5 separate regions of the Mus musculus genome follow, and regions 2, 3, 4 and 5 are each linked to region 1. The links are chromatin contacts, called in public Hi-C, promoter capture Hi-C and targeted proximity ligation maps. All regions are on one chromosome and are shown on one strand. The core of a region is the stretch at or near the end of the contact, and the rest is flanking DNA. Distances in the headings are between cores, read along the strand shown. Region 1 holds the start of Zfp91 (zinc finger protein 91). Region 2 holds the start of Tmem216 (transmembrane protein 216). Region 3 holds the start of Vps37c (vacuolar protein sorting 37C). Region 4 holds the start of Sdhaf2 (succinate dehydrogenase complex assembly factor 2). Region 5 holds the start of Tmem258 (transmembrane protein 258).

Region 1 (2,775 bases), core at 126-2,625:
TTACCAAGAGACTAACAGGAATAGGGAGTAATAACTGGCTAGAAGAATAGAATAAAGGGATAGTTTTGTAATGATCATCTTTTAAAAGGAACAAGTCATTCATTTTACTAAAACCTTTTTTAAGAGGCTCGCTTTTTGTATTACTTTAAGCAGCCATTGGATGTCAGTGCTGTTCCAAACGTGCTCATTGCAAACAGCGCTAGAAAATTCATTCCTACTGATACCGTCGGGTTTTAGAACTGAAAAGGACACTAATCCTTTGAAAGCGCAAAACTCGGTAGACTATAAAACATTTGCCTTATCTGTGTGGCAAATGAGCCAGATGCTGGGAGGAAAAGAAGAAAGAAAAATGAACTTCTTTAAAAGTCTAAAATTTAATGGCTAATATAAAATTCTGAATCAGATTTCCAAACTTTGTATCTTTCCATACTGTTGTGTAGATTTTAACTTAAGACGTTTGCATCTTCGAAGTGTAAGGAGTCTCCTTGAAAGTCGTTTCCTGGTTGCAATGTGTAAAAGGCAACCCAAGGAATGCAAACAATGTTTAAGAGGGAAAGAAATGCATACAAACGTATAAGAGGCTGCATTACCACCAGTTGCGGTTTGAACGATTGGAAAGCCCCCTTTCCCCATCAGGAAGGTACTTAGCTGTAAACGCTAGTCAGAGCTGCTATTATGACTGTGTTTCCTGTGCCGCAGAAACATCTACAGACCGCAAAGGCATTCAGCCTCGGGGTGGAGAACGTGAGCGACAGCTAACTTATCCACAAAAAAATCAGTGAGTCACGCTAACCGGCTCTCCAGCTCCAGCACCACAGCCAACGGCAATTCCGTGGCGCCCCATCCCTACCAGGAAACAACTTTACACTTCGTCCTACACGTTTTATTAAAATTAAGTTGACAGACGCAGAACGAGTCCCTAACCTCCTGGGCTTCACAAGTGAGAGGCTCAACACAAGATGGAGGAATAAAAAGGAGCGTAGCTAACAGGTCGCAGAGGAGGCGTCAAATGACCAGACCGAAGTAAGTAAAGACTATGACGAGGGCACTTCGGAGCACTTACACAAAAAAAGATTAAAAGAAGTAGGATTCTCTCCCAGGGACCCCTAGCCTGTAATTGGCTCAATATTTTTGCCAGTTGTACGCAGGCGTCGCGACCTAACCCGGAAGCAATGCCTCGCTAAAACGTAATCTCAGACCTCAGATAGACGCTCCCAGCCTTCCCTCTGCCTCTAGTTTCCCATGATTTCTCTGGAAGCGCAGAGTAAATAGGACTACGTCTCCCAGAGTGCCCTCGGCGAAGTTGGCCCTGCGCGTGCGCCTCACGACTATCCCGCGCTGTCCCCTCGGCCCCGCCTCTATCCTATCGCCGCCATTTTTTCAGAGACTTTCATCCGGCAACGGACAGGGCCTTTTTTTTCTTAAAGGAGAAGCTGCAACTCAAATAATTTACCACTTCTCCCCTCGAGAGCTGGCGGCGCTGGGGACAGAAAGGCCAGAGCAGGAAGGTGGGGGTCTGGGTGGAGGCGGGATAACGTCCAGGCTACTTCTTAGGCTAGTAAGAACCCTTGAGGGGACAGCGGCGCCTCCGGGAGGCAGGTGCGCGCGCAGCCGGCAGGGGGGTGCGCGCGCGGCTGAGAACGGTGCGTTTTGTCCTCGCCTCCGCCCTCGCCAGCCCTGCCCCTCCCACCGCCCCTAGCTTGAGCCGAACTCCAAAGTGGGGGGGGAGAAAGGTCACTTTGGGATTGTCGCGAGACGCAGCCGTTTAACGGTGAGAACGGGCGCGCGGGCAAGGAAACCTCGCGCTCTCCCTCGGAGCCGTTTCCTGATTGGTTGGAGGAAGGGGTGGGGGAGGGCACCGAGTGCGCTGCTGCGTGTGAGACCGCGAGGGGCCGGGCCAGGGGGGCCGATCCTCCCCTCCGATTGGCCCGCTGCGTGTCCGTCCGGGTGCGCGCGTGCGCGCCGCCGGCGGTCGCTGGCTTGAGTGGCAGGGGGCGGGTGGGGGGGGGCGCCCTCGGAACGGGCGGAGGGGCGGGGGGGAGAGAGGCGCTCCGGAGTGAGGGAGCCGGACGCTCCGGGAGCCGAGGGGGGCGGGGGGAGCTGCGCCGCGGGCGCCGCCGCCTCCACCGCCTGGGACGCAGGGGTGGGGGACGGACGAGCCCCGATGCCGGGGGAGACGGAGGAGCCGCGATCCCCGGAGCAGCAGGACCAGGAAGGGGGCCCAGCAGCGGCGGCCGACGCGGCTTCGGAGGAGCTCCGGCCCGGCGCGGCGGCGGCGCCGGCGGCGCCTGCAGAGACCGCGAGCAGCCGCGTGCTGAGGGGAGGTCGGGACCGCGGCCGGACCGCTGCGGCCGCCGCCGCCGCCGCTGCCGCTGTGTCCCGCCGGAGAAAGGCCGAGTATCCCCGCCGGCGGAGGAGCAGCCCCAGCAACAGGCCTCCCGACGGCCCAGGGCATCAGCCCGCGGCCGCGAAGCCCCCGTCTCCTGCTCAGGGCAAGAAGAGTCCGCGACTCCAGTGAGTAACAGTCTTTGAAGCGTTGGGGAAGACCCCCCTCTAGTTCTCTCTCCCCTCCCGGCTCCCGTAGCGCCCGCTCCACGTGACACCCTGCTTGCTCTGCCCCCTGCCGGCTCGGCACGCCAGATGTCACGCCGCTGGCGGCCGGGCTCCGGCTGCTTCACTGCCTGTGGCCGCCAGCCCACGCCCGAAGTCGCCCAGTGCAGGCTGCACGCCCTCTGCCTCCCGCCTGCTCGGTCCTCACTCTGGCTTCTGCACCCC
Region 2 (2,736 bases), core at 142-2,641, 2.2 Mb after region 1:
ACCCCAGAGGGCAGGAGACCCAGCTGCATATTCTAAGGTTCCTGCAGGTTACTGACTTAGTCTGTGTCCACTTTTGGTACCTATGCTGTTGTGGCATCCTGACATGAAACAGCATCATTTTCTTAACCAACCAGGTGATATTAAGGCTATAGATTATATCATCTCTGTTGACAATGGGTAAACTTTTCACTGTAGCATGAGAACTATATGTGTATACAATATCAAAATGTTTAGGCAGAGTGATTTAAGACCCATAATTTACAAAAACAAGCAACTGGTCCACCCTCCTTTCCTCTGAGACTCAGAGCAGGGGTGTGTATGAAGGTAGTTCAGATGGGGTGCAGGGACCAGGGCTTTCTCCATCACCTCACCTTGCCGTGGTCCTTTAGTGGGAACTTAGAATTCCATTTAAGACCTGCCAGAACATTGTGACACCCACTTGAAACCCCTGTACTGGACGGGAAGCAGAGGCAGGAGAATTTGAGGCCTGCCTAGCCTACATAGGAGACCTGTCTAGCCAAACTAAACCAGACCTGAATAAGGCAGTGGAAGGCACAAGCAGAAGTGAAGGAGGAAGGAGAGCAGAGGTGGAGGTGGGGAGTGATGGAGGGAGGCTTCTACTTAAATTATTCTCCCGGAGTGAGGACCTGCTTTGAGAAGCAACAATTACTGCCTTTATCCACACTCCTACTAGGTAGGGAAATAGCACTTTCATTACAGGTTACTTACTCTCTCCCGTTATTTGTTGACTGACTGCCATACTCTAAGGGCTGACAGCTGGAGTCTTTTCAGAAATCTTACTCTTTCACCCCCTGCCTGCAACAACACGCTCTTGCTTCAAATTGCGGCCAGGGTTCGTTCATAGCGCAAGCTTGTTGGAAACATTTCTCAATTTCCAACTGGCCAGACGCTGTCTCCTTTCAACACCCTTGCACTCTTTGGGTCGCAGGAGAATCTCATTATAGCACCGCTGTTTTCCCTTGTACTCCTAGAAAGGACATTCTATCTTCAACGGTTTTGGTGTTTACATAGGCTCCAGGTAAGCCTTTTGCACGACAGTGGCATGGGGTGTTTTTAAAAAAAACACATGCAGTAGAAAAGAGAATGGTGGGCGCAGGGCCGATCCTCCAACTACTCGGCCACACCGGGCCACTAACGACCTACGCCATGACGCCGGGGATGGAGAGAGTTCAGCTGGAGAAGTGTTCTGGTCTCTCTGCCGTCGTTTAAAACCCCATCCTCCCCCTAGACCACTGTAGGTGGTTGACGGCTGGCGCTGTTCTGTGCATGGGCGCGGCCGGTGGGGTAACCATAGAGTAGCACCGGCAGGCAGAGCGGCCAGAAGACCGGGCGGCTCGGTGCCGCGCTTCCGGCAGCGCCGCATTGCTCCGGGCGCTGCAGTGTACGCAGTTTCCATGGGGACTGAACATGGCGCCGCGAGGTGAGACTCTGGAGGTGTGTGTCTCTGCCCCTTATCCCACGGGTACCTGCCAGCCCCCTCCACCTCTCTGTCTCCAGAGCTCGACCTAATCCTCCATTTCTAAAAGTCGGGGTCTTACTCTTCACTTGTCTAAATCGGGCTTGGGTTGTTCTGATCACCCCGAGTGCCTGCATGGGTACTCGAATACCGTACTCTTAAAAATCCCCGGCTGGCCCTATTCTGGGATGGCTCAGTTATGAATCCTCCCGCCTTGGACAGAATTAGTTTCTGTGCCTCAATTTCCCCCTCAGAAGTGACAGGGTTGAATATTTGAGGTGCCTCTCAGCTGTGATTATAGCTGAATTGTCAGAGAAGTAGATGTCAAAGTGATTCCTGAGAAAGGAGATTGAAGGCAGTTCCTGCCACACCAACACTCACGTCATTAGCAATCAGAAGTTTCTCCCTCATTCACAATAATCTTGTGATTTCTCCGGATTACAAAGAACCTTCACACAGAACAGAGTAGAGCTCTAGCTGCCCTGCCCATTCTTTGTTTTGCTTTCTTTCAGATAAAAGATTGTCCTCAACCCCCCTGGAAGTCCTGTTCTTTCTGAATGGGTGGTACTATGCTACCTATTTCCTGCTGGAGCTCCTTATTTTCCTGTACAAAGGTAAGCCTGGGCCTATCTGCCTCTGCCCCAGCAACCCTTTTCCACTTTAGCATACTCCAAGAACCTTCTATCTTCTGGTCCTAGCGGCATCTCCATTGCAAGGCAGAAGTCTCTCCAACTAATGGCTTTAGAATGATCAAATAGGATGTCTTTCAGCAAGACTTGAGTTTGAGAAATGTGGGTTTCTCCATCCCAACTCTTTCCCCATCTCTCTTTACTAAAATATTCAGATCTGTGTACCATTATAATTCAGTCATTTGGCAGAGTCAGGACTTGGAAACTTAAAGCCTGTAGCTGTAACAATCTATACCTTGCTGATTTGTGAGATGTTAAGACTGGTTGGTATCCTTGTCCCGGGTTTGTGGCCGTCCATCCTTGTGGGGCCGTGGGGCTGACCGTTAGCTAGGTGGTGTGTGCATACTCTGGCTTTCCCTCCTGTAGGGCTCCTGTTGCCGTACCCAACAGCCAACTTAGTCCTGGATGTGGTGATGCTGCTGCTCTATCTTGGCATTGAAGTCATACGATTGTTTTTCGGTGAGTGTTGTTCAGAAAATATTTCCATTGCTTATGAGACATGCTGGAGCCTGTAACTTGATTAACAAGACAAAGAACCTAGGCTCACTATCAGAGTGGATCTGGTAATGT
Region 3 (2,815 bases), core at 312-2,811, 2.1 Mb after region 1:
TAGGGCAACTGAGGCGTCTGGAAGGCAGTATTAGAGTTAAAGACTCATTTGCTTTGTTAAAAAAAAAAAATCTAACAGCCACTCATTGGTTGATAGTAGCCAATTCTGTAAACGGGTCACCAGTCACTCAGAGGTGTTCTCTATATCCAGTAACCAGTGTAAAACACCCCCAAAACAGTACCCAGCAAGGACAGCCACACAAGCAATCAGAACTACTGCTTGGCAAAACAGCAACAGAAAACAGCCCCACTGAAGCACTCCATCATGTTTTCTACTTAATGGAAATTACAAAGGCACTGGGCCAGATTTCCAAGACAATCTTACGAAAAAGGCTTTTTTTTTTTTCTGGGCACTATGACTGCCAAGAACAAAGACTCATTTCAGAGTCCACCATTTCACCCAGCAGCCCTCAGTTCCACAATCCCCAGATCAGGGCCCTCCCTGGGCCCCAAGCAAAGAAGAGTCTTTCCCTTCTAAGTCCCTCTATCACCACCATTTCTAGCTGCAGGACTGACAGTCACTGAATGTGGAGTGGCACGCTATTGGTAGAGACACCTGGAAAATATGCAGGGAGCGATGAAGGAGCCCTGGTATCCGTGAAGTTTCTTGGCTCAAGGTGGCTAGCCCAAATCTGATTGACAAGGTATAGGCTGGACTCAAGAAATGTGACCCTGATGATAGTCCACTCTACCAGTAACTCAAACACATCTCTGGGAATGTCTTGGCCCACCAAAAAAAAGTGAAAGAACACCCCTAAACGGCTGTGAGGGGAGAAACAAAGCAGAACCAGGCACATGCTGGGACCATACACCTGGAAGGCCCAGAAGTAAGGATGGCTCAGCCATGCTGGACAGTTCAAGTCGGGGTCCAGAAGAAAGGGGAAGAACCCTTACCTATTGCTAACCTGGGGAATGATACAGGCCAGCAAGACAAAGGCCAGAGTCCCTCTAACTCCACTATATCGCAGGGGCAAGTCAGAATACACACAGGCCTCAGTTTCCCAATCCGTACAAGGGGCAAAGAGGCTCTTAATGACACAAAGGCCACAAGGTACTCCTACAGAGGGTGAAGGGTTGCGTGGCGTTAGCGGATAGGTGGGAGGGGGCGGGGCTGAGGCGACCGGCGAGGACAGCCTCCCACCGTCCATCCCTCCCACCCCACTGCAGGGGCGCAGGCCCGCGGGGAGTCACGCGCCCATCGCGCCCAATCGCCGGCTTCGGCCAGGAAACCCATCTCTGAGTTCGCCGGCAACGCCCCCGGCACGGTAGGCCGCTGCCCGCCGCCGCCCGAGACCTTCCCCAGCGGCGCTCACCTACCGGGGCCGCCGCTACCGCGGGCAATCAGCCGCTGCCCGCACTTCCGGGATCCACGAGCCCCGCCTCTACCGGATGTGACTTACTCCCGCGTCCAGCTGAGAACGAGCCGCACTGCCCCTCCGCCGCGCCCCGAGTGTCCTGCCTTGTAGGCCTAGGGGTGGCCACGATACCTGCACTCAGACGCTGGTGGCTTCAGGCGCCACACCCGCGGAAGGCCACTCGGCCCCGCCCGCGCGGGGGAAGGCACCACCCCTAGCCCCGCCCCCGCCGTAGGACTCCGCCCATTGCGAGTACGCCTGCGCAGACTTGCAGGCGTCCCTTCGTTTGCTCTGAATATCCTGAGACAAGCGTGGAACTTCCAAAGGGAGGCTCCAGATGGGCTCTTATTGCACCACGGTATCCCCGGCCTGCTGCGCACACTCCTTTTTATAGTTTGGCCTCAGGACTAGAATGGCTGCGGTCCTGAGTCCCCTTCAGACACTGCTAACAGCTCTGAGCTTTCCTAAAAAATCACCCTTTGTCAGGACCGTAGATTGCTCTTACTCGTCTGTAGATGAGTGTGTAAGCGTCAGACTTGATCCATCCTCACTCGCCCAGAGTGACAAGCCTCAGGAAGGGATGGAAACAAACCAGCCCTGAGAGGTGAACGCCATTCCACTTTGGCTGCAGTGGTTAGATTAGCTTCCAGCCTAAGAAAACCCTGCCACCCTTTGTTATACATTAGAACTTTTGTTGCTAGTGGCAGAGACCAGCACAAATTGGCCTCTTCAAAATGGTAATTGCTGGGTCATACAACGAGAAGTCCAAAGGCCCTAAGTGATACCAGGCTCAGTGTCAGAGGCCTCCACCTTCACTTGACTCTGACTTCTGTCCACCCAAAATGGATCTCACCTCAAAGAGAAGGAGAGAGCCAAGAAAGAGTGACCATGACATGGGACACAGGTTCAGGTTGCCTTAAATAACATGTTCCAATGTAAAAGTGCTTTTGTGAAGTCTGTACAGTAACAGAATAAGGCTACCCCAAGGCATTTTACAAATACATTGCTGGGACCATCAGGCCAGTGGGTAATGAGAAATTAGGGAAAATCTCTGTTTGGGTCTGAGGTGCTATTTGATTACATTTTAGCTTTGGGGTCTGCTGAGTTAGTGCATCCCAAAAGGTTTACCCGATAATCACATTGATATGAGGTAAGGCACAGAAGTGAGCAACATTTATTAAGGAGAATAACAATAATTATCAGTTAATTGGACCCTGTAACATCCCAGCTTTCCACAATCAAGAAGTTCTAATCAGTCAACAGAGTTGCAATTTTATTTATTTATTTATTTATTTATTTTTGAGGGGGGACTTCCATCTTGTAAGTTTCTCTTTTGGGTCATCGAATTTCATCAAGATCTCCCACTTTTTCTATTTCATATTCTAGATCTAAAATGATCATCATTGTCCCCATTGGTCAGAACTCCCTCCCCTTTACTACCTCATGGGGTCCCTGGGTACT
Region 4 (2,700 bases), core at 141-2,640, 2.3 Mb after region 1:
AATGGATGCCCAGAGACTTCTCAAAAAGGACAGTCAAGCTATTTAAAAAGACTGAAACACTTGGAGTGGCACTGGAATTCCACCTTTAAAGCAGTTGGTATACTGTGGCTTTTAAAGTAATTTCATGGTACACCATTGGGAGGGGACCAAGCAGGGGGAGGGACCAACATGCTCGAGCCACAAGTTGAGAGAACAGCAAAGTAACAAGCATCGAAATTATCTCCGCAGTACTACAACAAATGTAATTTTCATTTTTAATTATGGTTAGTCATTCAACTTTGAAATGACTTGGGGAAAGAATTCCACAGGCTGATTCACCATACTATTACACTTGGGTTTTTATTTGCTCTTAAAGCAAGCCCTTTAAAATTGAAGCCTGGAGGTTCAAATTAACCTAAAGAGGAATGGTCAGTCGTCTTCAAAGCCACCGCTAGGGGGAAACGCTTCGATATTACAGGGAATTATTTTGAGCTGAGAGAGAAACCACTGCCAGTAGATTGATGGAAGAAACCCCAAAACTGCTGCTAATTCCTCTCACCTGATTGAACTCTTCATCAGCGTATATATCAATCAAATCCACTCCTTCTGACATGGCTCCGGAAATACGCTCTCGAGCCCGGAGAACCGACAAAGTAAGAAAGATGCCACTACGGTATTCAGAAAAGGGTAAAAAATTTTAAGGCACAAGGGTCCCAGGCTGGGAGGAGGGCAAGGGTCAACAAGCTCTAGTCTCCCAAGACGCAGCATCCCGGCGGCCGGGAGCCTGGCCCCACCCGCTCTGCCCCGCCCCCAGCCTCGCGCCGCCCCCAGCTCTCCCAGGCCGCTCGGGCTCGCGGAGCTCGCTGCCCATCACCCGCGGGCCCGACCCGAGGTGCTCCGAGTCGGCGCCCGTAGTTGCCTATGGCGCCACCGCCAAGTCCGGGCCTCGACTCCTGAGAGGGCCCTCAGGCCGCGCTGTGAACCACCGCGGCGAACGCCGCAAGCTCAGCCCGTCGCACCTGCTAGGCCCAGGGGGCGTCCCAAGCCGGAGCCCCCGCGGGCCCGGAAGCTCCCGCCGCCTCCACACCAACGGGGCCCTGTCCTCGCCCTAGGCTAGGCCTGCCCTGCTCCCTCCCACAGCTCCAGGACCTCAGCCCCTCCCTCAGAGGCCCGCGCTTCCCTCCACCCGCTGTCTTCCGCCGCCGCCACCCCAACCGACCCCCTCCCTTCCGCGGCGCCGGCCCCCGCCCTCCTTCCGGCCCCGCCGGCCCCGGGCCGCGCGCCCCCGTTACCGGGAATATGGCGGCGGCCGCGGAGAGTCCCGACTAGGCCCGAAGCGCGCGAACCGCTCTCCGCCCCAGGTCCCGCCCCCCCCCCACCGGCGGCGTCACACGCACCGCTACTTCCGCCATACGCTCGGTTGCGCCTTCCGGCTTGGGGTCCACCTCCGCTGAAGTCCTCAGATCGACCGCCCGGAATTCCCGGAAGTGGCCCGGTTGCCAGCTTACTGTGCTATAAGAGAGAGATGGCGGTGGTCACCTTGATCCCGACGCTGGCGCGGGTGAGAGAGCCGGGTTCGGGGCGGGCTGCAGCTAAGACTGTTTCGTCCTCCTCTGTGCCGTGGAGACTGTAGGGAGAGTTCACCTACCCCACAGACCAGGGAATGGTCCCCTCAAGGCGAGGCGCAGGCTGGAGCCGATCATGCAGGGAATTTTCCATTCTTTCCTGAGCCCACGGTGTGCTCGAGTGAGAATACTGGGTAATATGTGGTTAGGTGGCCAGTCACCGTGTGAGACTCAACGCATACCAGGAACAGTTACCGAACCTCCCCCGAAAGCCTCCTAGCTTTTCTTGAGCTTCTTCCCCCGTCTCCCTTTTAAAAGCCGGTTTTAATTTGTTACTCAGGCTGGCCTCAAATTCGTAATTCTCCTGTCTCATCTTGGTTTTAAATGTTTGAGAATTTTCCGTTTTTATTCCAGTAGTGTTGAAAGCTAGTTGGTATGGTTTATCTTAAACTTATCAAGACATGTTTTTTGACAACTTGTGATCTCCTGGGCATAATTATCTGTACATTTGAGAGGAATGTATGATCTCTTGTGTGGAATGCCTGTATATCTCAGTTAAATATTCTTAAATTAGTATTGTTCTGGTTGTCTAGTATTGATTCCGACATCTATATATTCTATTCCTTATTAAAATGTGGCATTAAAATCTGTTGTGTTCCCCCACCAGTTCTGTCAAGTGTCTCTTCCATATATTTGAGTGCTCTATTAGATCCACATATATTTATGATTATTATACTTTACTGCTAACTCCTTAATACTATGTAATATTCTTTATATCACATATGACAATTTTGTTGTTTGTGCTAAGCACCAAACCCAGAGCCTTGCCTGCTAGGCAATCGCATTTTCTTTTCTTATTCTTTTTTTTAGACTAAAAAAGTATGTACATGTGTTTATCTGCCTTTGTGAGTTTATGCATACTATGTGTGTAGGTGCCCATGAAGGCCAGAGGAGGGTGTTTTAAGTGTGTCGGTGTTTCTGCAATGCTGTAGTTTTGTTAACACTCTTTTAAGTTGTTCAGTGTTCCCTCCTCCTTCCTTGCTACCCTGTTTTTTAGGTACTAAAACTCCTCAGCTTCATAGTAGTTCTGATCTAGCCTCTCAAGTGCGTGGATTACAGTCATGAGGCACCATGACCAGCTGGTTGCTCTGCTCTC
Region 5 (2,700 bases), core at 92-2,591, 2.6 Mb after region 1:
ACAACAAAGAATGGCAGCAGCCACTTTCAGTGAGATAAGAGCAGCTAAGAGTCAGAGGATAATGGCTCTTAGGGGTTTCTAGCTAATGATCACTATGTAAGTCATGGATCTGTCTGGGGGAAGACACCTAAAGAAAAACGCTTGCCCACAATTCCCACTGCTTTTGGATCTGTGTCCAGACTCTAAGCCGTTAATTTGTACAGGAAGCCGGAGCCTACACTAGTACAGACAGCTCAAATTCTAATGTAGGAGTACTGCTTTTCATTGCCTTAGGGGGGAGCCACGGGGATCTCCTGGCAGAAGACAATTGGGATAATTCTGGCCCTACTGAATCCTCAGTCTGAGTTAAGTAGTTATAACACTGTTTGTGTCACAGGGCTGATGCATGATTGGAGAAAGATGAATGTTGACACATCTAGTTTACTGCCCGGCACAGAGTAACTGCTCAATAGGTATTTGTTTCCTTCCTAAAGTTGCAGAGAAGACGATGAGATAATCCCTGTGAAAGGGCTATAAACGTAAAGTTCTGTACAAATGTTAACTTCCATTGTCACTTTCTTGCCAATGTTTCTAAAGTCCAGAACATAACAACTCCAGAGAAGTAGACTGAGCCCATTGTTCTAGGAGACACAGGAATTCAATTCAGTAAACAATTATGTCCCCCTTCCCCCCTAAAAGAGCCAAGGACAATCGCTGCCATTTATGGAACCTCCAAATGCAGGCCCAGTGTTGGGCAACAGGAATACAAAGACGAATAGACATCATCCCAGAACTAGATGCACGTCAGATGGTGGTCACTAGGAGGCGTGGCAGATTAAAAAAAAGAAGTCCAGGAAACGTGGCAAGAGGTGTGTACAGACTGAGAGCTCCCAGAAGACAAGACAAGTACCTATGAGAGTTACAAGTGTTTTACCAGGAAATGGTATTTATACAAGGGCCTTGCGGGATAAGTAAGATTTCAGCAAGGGAATCCTTCCAGATAGAGATAACTGATCATAAGAAAGAAAAATAAAAACGCGAAGGTTTTCAAAGTGCACCCTGTGACCTTCAGAATTATAGTCAACAACATCATAAGCACATTGTGATGGAAACCTCAGCCTGAGGAATACACGGTAAGGGGCTTGCTTTCCCGTCCCTAACTCAAACTAGAGTTTCAGCGGCGTCCCACCCACCGGGCACTCCATACTGAGGCCTCCGCGGAAGAACGCGGTGAGGACCGGGCACACAAGAGCCCTAGGTCCTGGCCACAGCACTGTCCGTTAACTCCCATCATCTCACCATTTTGCCCCGCACAGGATAAACCACCGATCCGCCACCGGAAGAACACGTCGGCAGGAGCAAGCGCACTGAGCAACAGGAAAAGGATGTGGTCCCTTGCGCGTGGCATTGTGGGACTTGTAGTCCCATGTTCTCAGGAGTAACGGGAACTAGGACTATGCGGACCTGCTGTGAGTAGCATGGAGTCGGACTGTGGGAAAGGGTGGTGTGAAGTTTAGGTTTTAATTCATTTTTTCCCCAGAAAGAACGCCCACTATGAAAGCTGCTATCGGACCTGGTGGGGCATACACTACATTTCCCAGGAGGCTGTTCGCGCCTGGCAGATCACGTGACGAGAGCGCGGGCTTTGGAAGGCGGCGAAGCTGGGAACGATACTGAAAGAACGGGCTCGGGACTGTCCAGAGAACGCTGTGGACTCCAAACCACTGCTAGCTGCTTAAGGCTCGTGCACTCGAGACGGGGTGAGGTCTCGCGGAAGCGTCTCTGAAAGCGGCAGAGCCGCGGGAACAGCACCGGGCAGCCCGGGCTTGGGCCATTCGCTCTGCTCCGAACATTCCTCTTCGCCGGTAGGAAGAAGGTAGTACCCTCCTTCCAGTGAGGACTCAGAGACCAGAGCGTGTTCATCCTAGGGCCCTTGTGAGGAGTATGGAGCGGGGAAGTTCTGTGCCTTTAATAAGGAAATGGGTTCATGTTCTGCTGACATCCAGAGACAGTGCTTTCTTGTATTTCTGACTGAGGCAGGTGTTGGAAAAGCCCCAAGGACATTTCTGGTGAAGGGAAGTCTGGAAGACTCCGTAGAACAGTGGGGCCCAGTTAATACGGTGATTAATCAGTAGGCCTCTGGGGAGTGGGGAGCAGGGGAACTAGGTGTGTTTTTATCCTGCCTGCAGCCATTTCATTTAAGGCTTTGCTATCTGGAAGGTCCTGTGGAGGCGGGACTGAGACTATCAGGACAGAACAGGTTTCCCTCTGTGTGACATGATGGGTGGTAATAGCCTGTATTCATTCTAGCAACGTAGTAAGTGAGGTGTGAACCATATGGTTGACTAGGGAACATGGCACGGCATCTGGTGATGTGTGTATTCCATCTGGGTTTTTGGTTGACCGGTTCTGCAAGGCAGAAATGGTTATTCATTCTTATTTAACAACTCAGAAGTGACTTGTGTTACACAATCTTGAAGATGTAGAGCACTTGCTAGCAGGAGTGAGGGCTCTAGCTCAGTCCCCATTGTTATACCCACACACAGAATACCAGATTCAAGGATGAGTTTTTTATTTGATTTCTGGTCTGAGGATTCAACATGGGACTCCATGCATGCTAGGCAAGCCACTGTACCAGGGAGAGCTACAGTCTTTAGCCTTAAGACTGAGTTTTTGCTGCTTGTATTCTTAGAGGAACCACAGTAATACGAACCAGGAAGA

The links. Promoter capture Hi-C pulls out the DNA fragments that hold promoters and counts their contacts. Hi-C and Micro-C count contacts between places; a contact is called where the count stands out from the background. Capture Hi-C pulls out chosen DNA fragments and counts their contacts.
Region 2: a contact with region 1 is called in a targeted proximity ligation map of thymic regulatory T cells, with 9 times the contacts expected there. A contact is called at or near these places in 3 of 39 promoter capture datasets (the C10 cell line, liver and neutrophils), 2 of 130 datasets of targeted methods (astrocytes and thymic regulatory T cells) and 1 of 9 other capture datasets (adipose tissue).
Region 3: a promoter capture Hi-C map of pre-B cells shows a contact between it and region 1, with 2.5 times the contacts expected there. A contact is called at or near these places in 5 of 39 promoter capture datasets (the C10 cell line, hippocampal neurons, liver and 1 more), 3 of 484 Hi-C or Micro-C datasets (B cells, muscle stem cells and uterus) and 1 of 9 other capture datasets (adipose tissue).
Region 4: a Hi-C map of B cells shows a contact between it and region 1, with 7 read pairs. A contact is called at or near these places in 1 of 484 Hi-C or Micro-C datasets (B cells), 1 of 130 datasets of targeted methods (thymic regulatory T cells) and 1 of 9 other capture datasets (liver).
Region 5: a promoter capture Hi-C map of liver shows a contact between it and region 1, with 4 times the contacts expected there. A contact is called at or near these places in 2 of 39 promoter capture datasets (cranial neural crest and hippocampal neurons), 1 of 130 datasets of targeted methods (regulatory T cell precursor) and 2 of 9 other capture datasets (adipose tissue and liver).

The regions. Positions count from the first base shown.
Region 1 is chr19:12,794,723-12,797,497 of GRCm38.p6, reverse strand. Zfp91 (zinc finger protein 91) reads left to right here and starts at 1,375. Exons shown (of 11, transcript NM_053009.3): 1 at 1,375-2,514. The coding sequence starts at 2,165. It overlaps Gm44505 (predicted readthrough transcript (NMD candidate), 44505), which reads left to right and starts at 1,375. Exons shown (of 13, transcript NR_024093.1): 1 at 1,375-2,514. It also overlaps a transcript of Lpxn not described here.
Region 2 is chr19:10,554,418-10,557,153 of GRCm38.p6, reverse strand. Tmem216 (transmembrane protein 216) reads left to right here and starts at 1,391. Exons shown (of 5, transcript NM_001277860.1): 1 at 1,391-1,441; 2 at 1,990-2,091; 3 at 2,533-2,625. The coding sequence starts at 1,429.
Region 3 is chr19:10,687,481-10,690,295 of GRCm38.p6, reverse strand. Vps37c (vacuolar protein sorting 37C) reads right to left here and starts at 1,561. Exons shown (of 5, transcript NM_181403.3): 1 at 1,317-1,561.
Region 4 is chr19:10,523,899-10,526,598 of GRCm38.p6, reverse strand. It overlaps Sdhaf2 (succinate dehydrogenase complex assembly factor 2), which reads left to right and starts at 1,390. Exons shown (of 4, transcript NM_025333.4): 1 at 1,390-1,540. The coding sequence starts at 1,505. Cpsf7 (cleavage and polyadenylation specific factor 7) reads right to left here and starts at 1,355. Exons shown (of 10, transcript NM_172302.3): 1 at 1,272-1,355; 2 at 539-647. The coding sequence starts at 592.
Region 5 is chr19:10,202,843-10,205,542 of GRCm38.p6, reverse strand. It overlaps Tmem258 (transmembrane protein 258), which reads right to left and starts at 1,341. Exons shown (of 4, transcript NM_026919.1): 1 at 1,279-1,341. The coding sequence starts at 1,281. It overlaps Fen1 (flap structure specific endonuclease 1), which reads left to right and starts at 1,150. Exons shown (of 3, transcript NM_007999.6): 1 at 1,150-1,448; 2 at 1,524-1,855.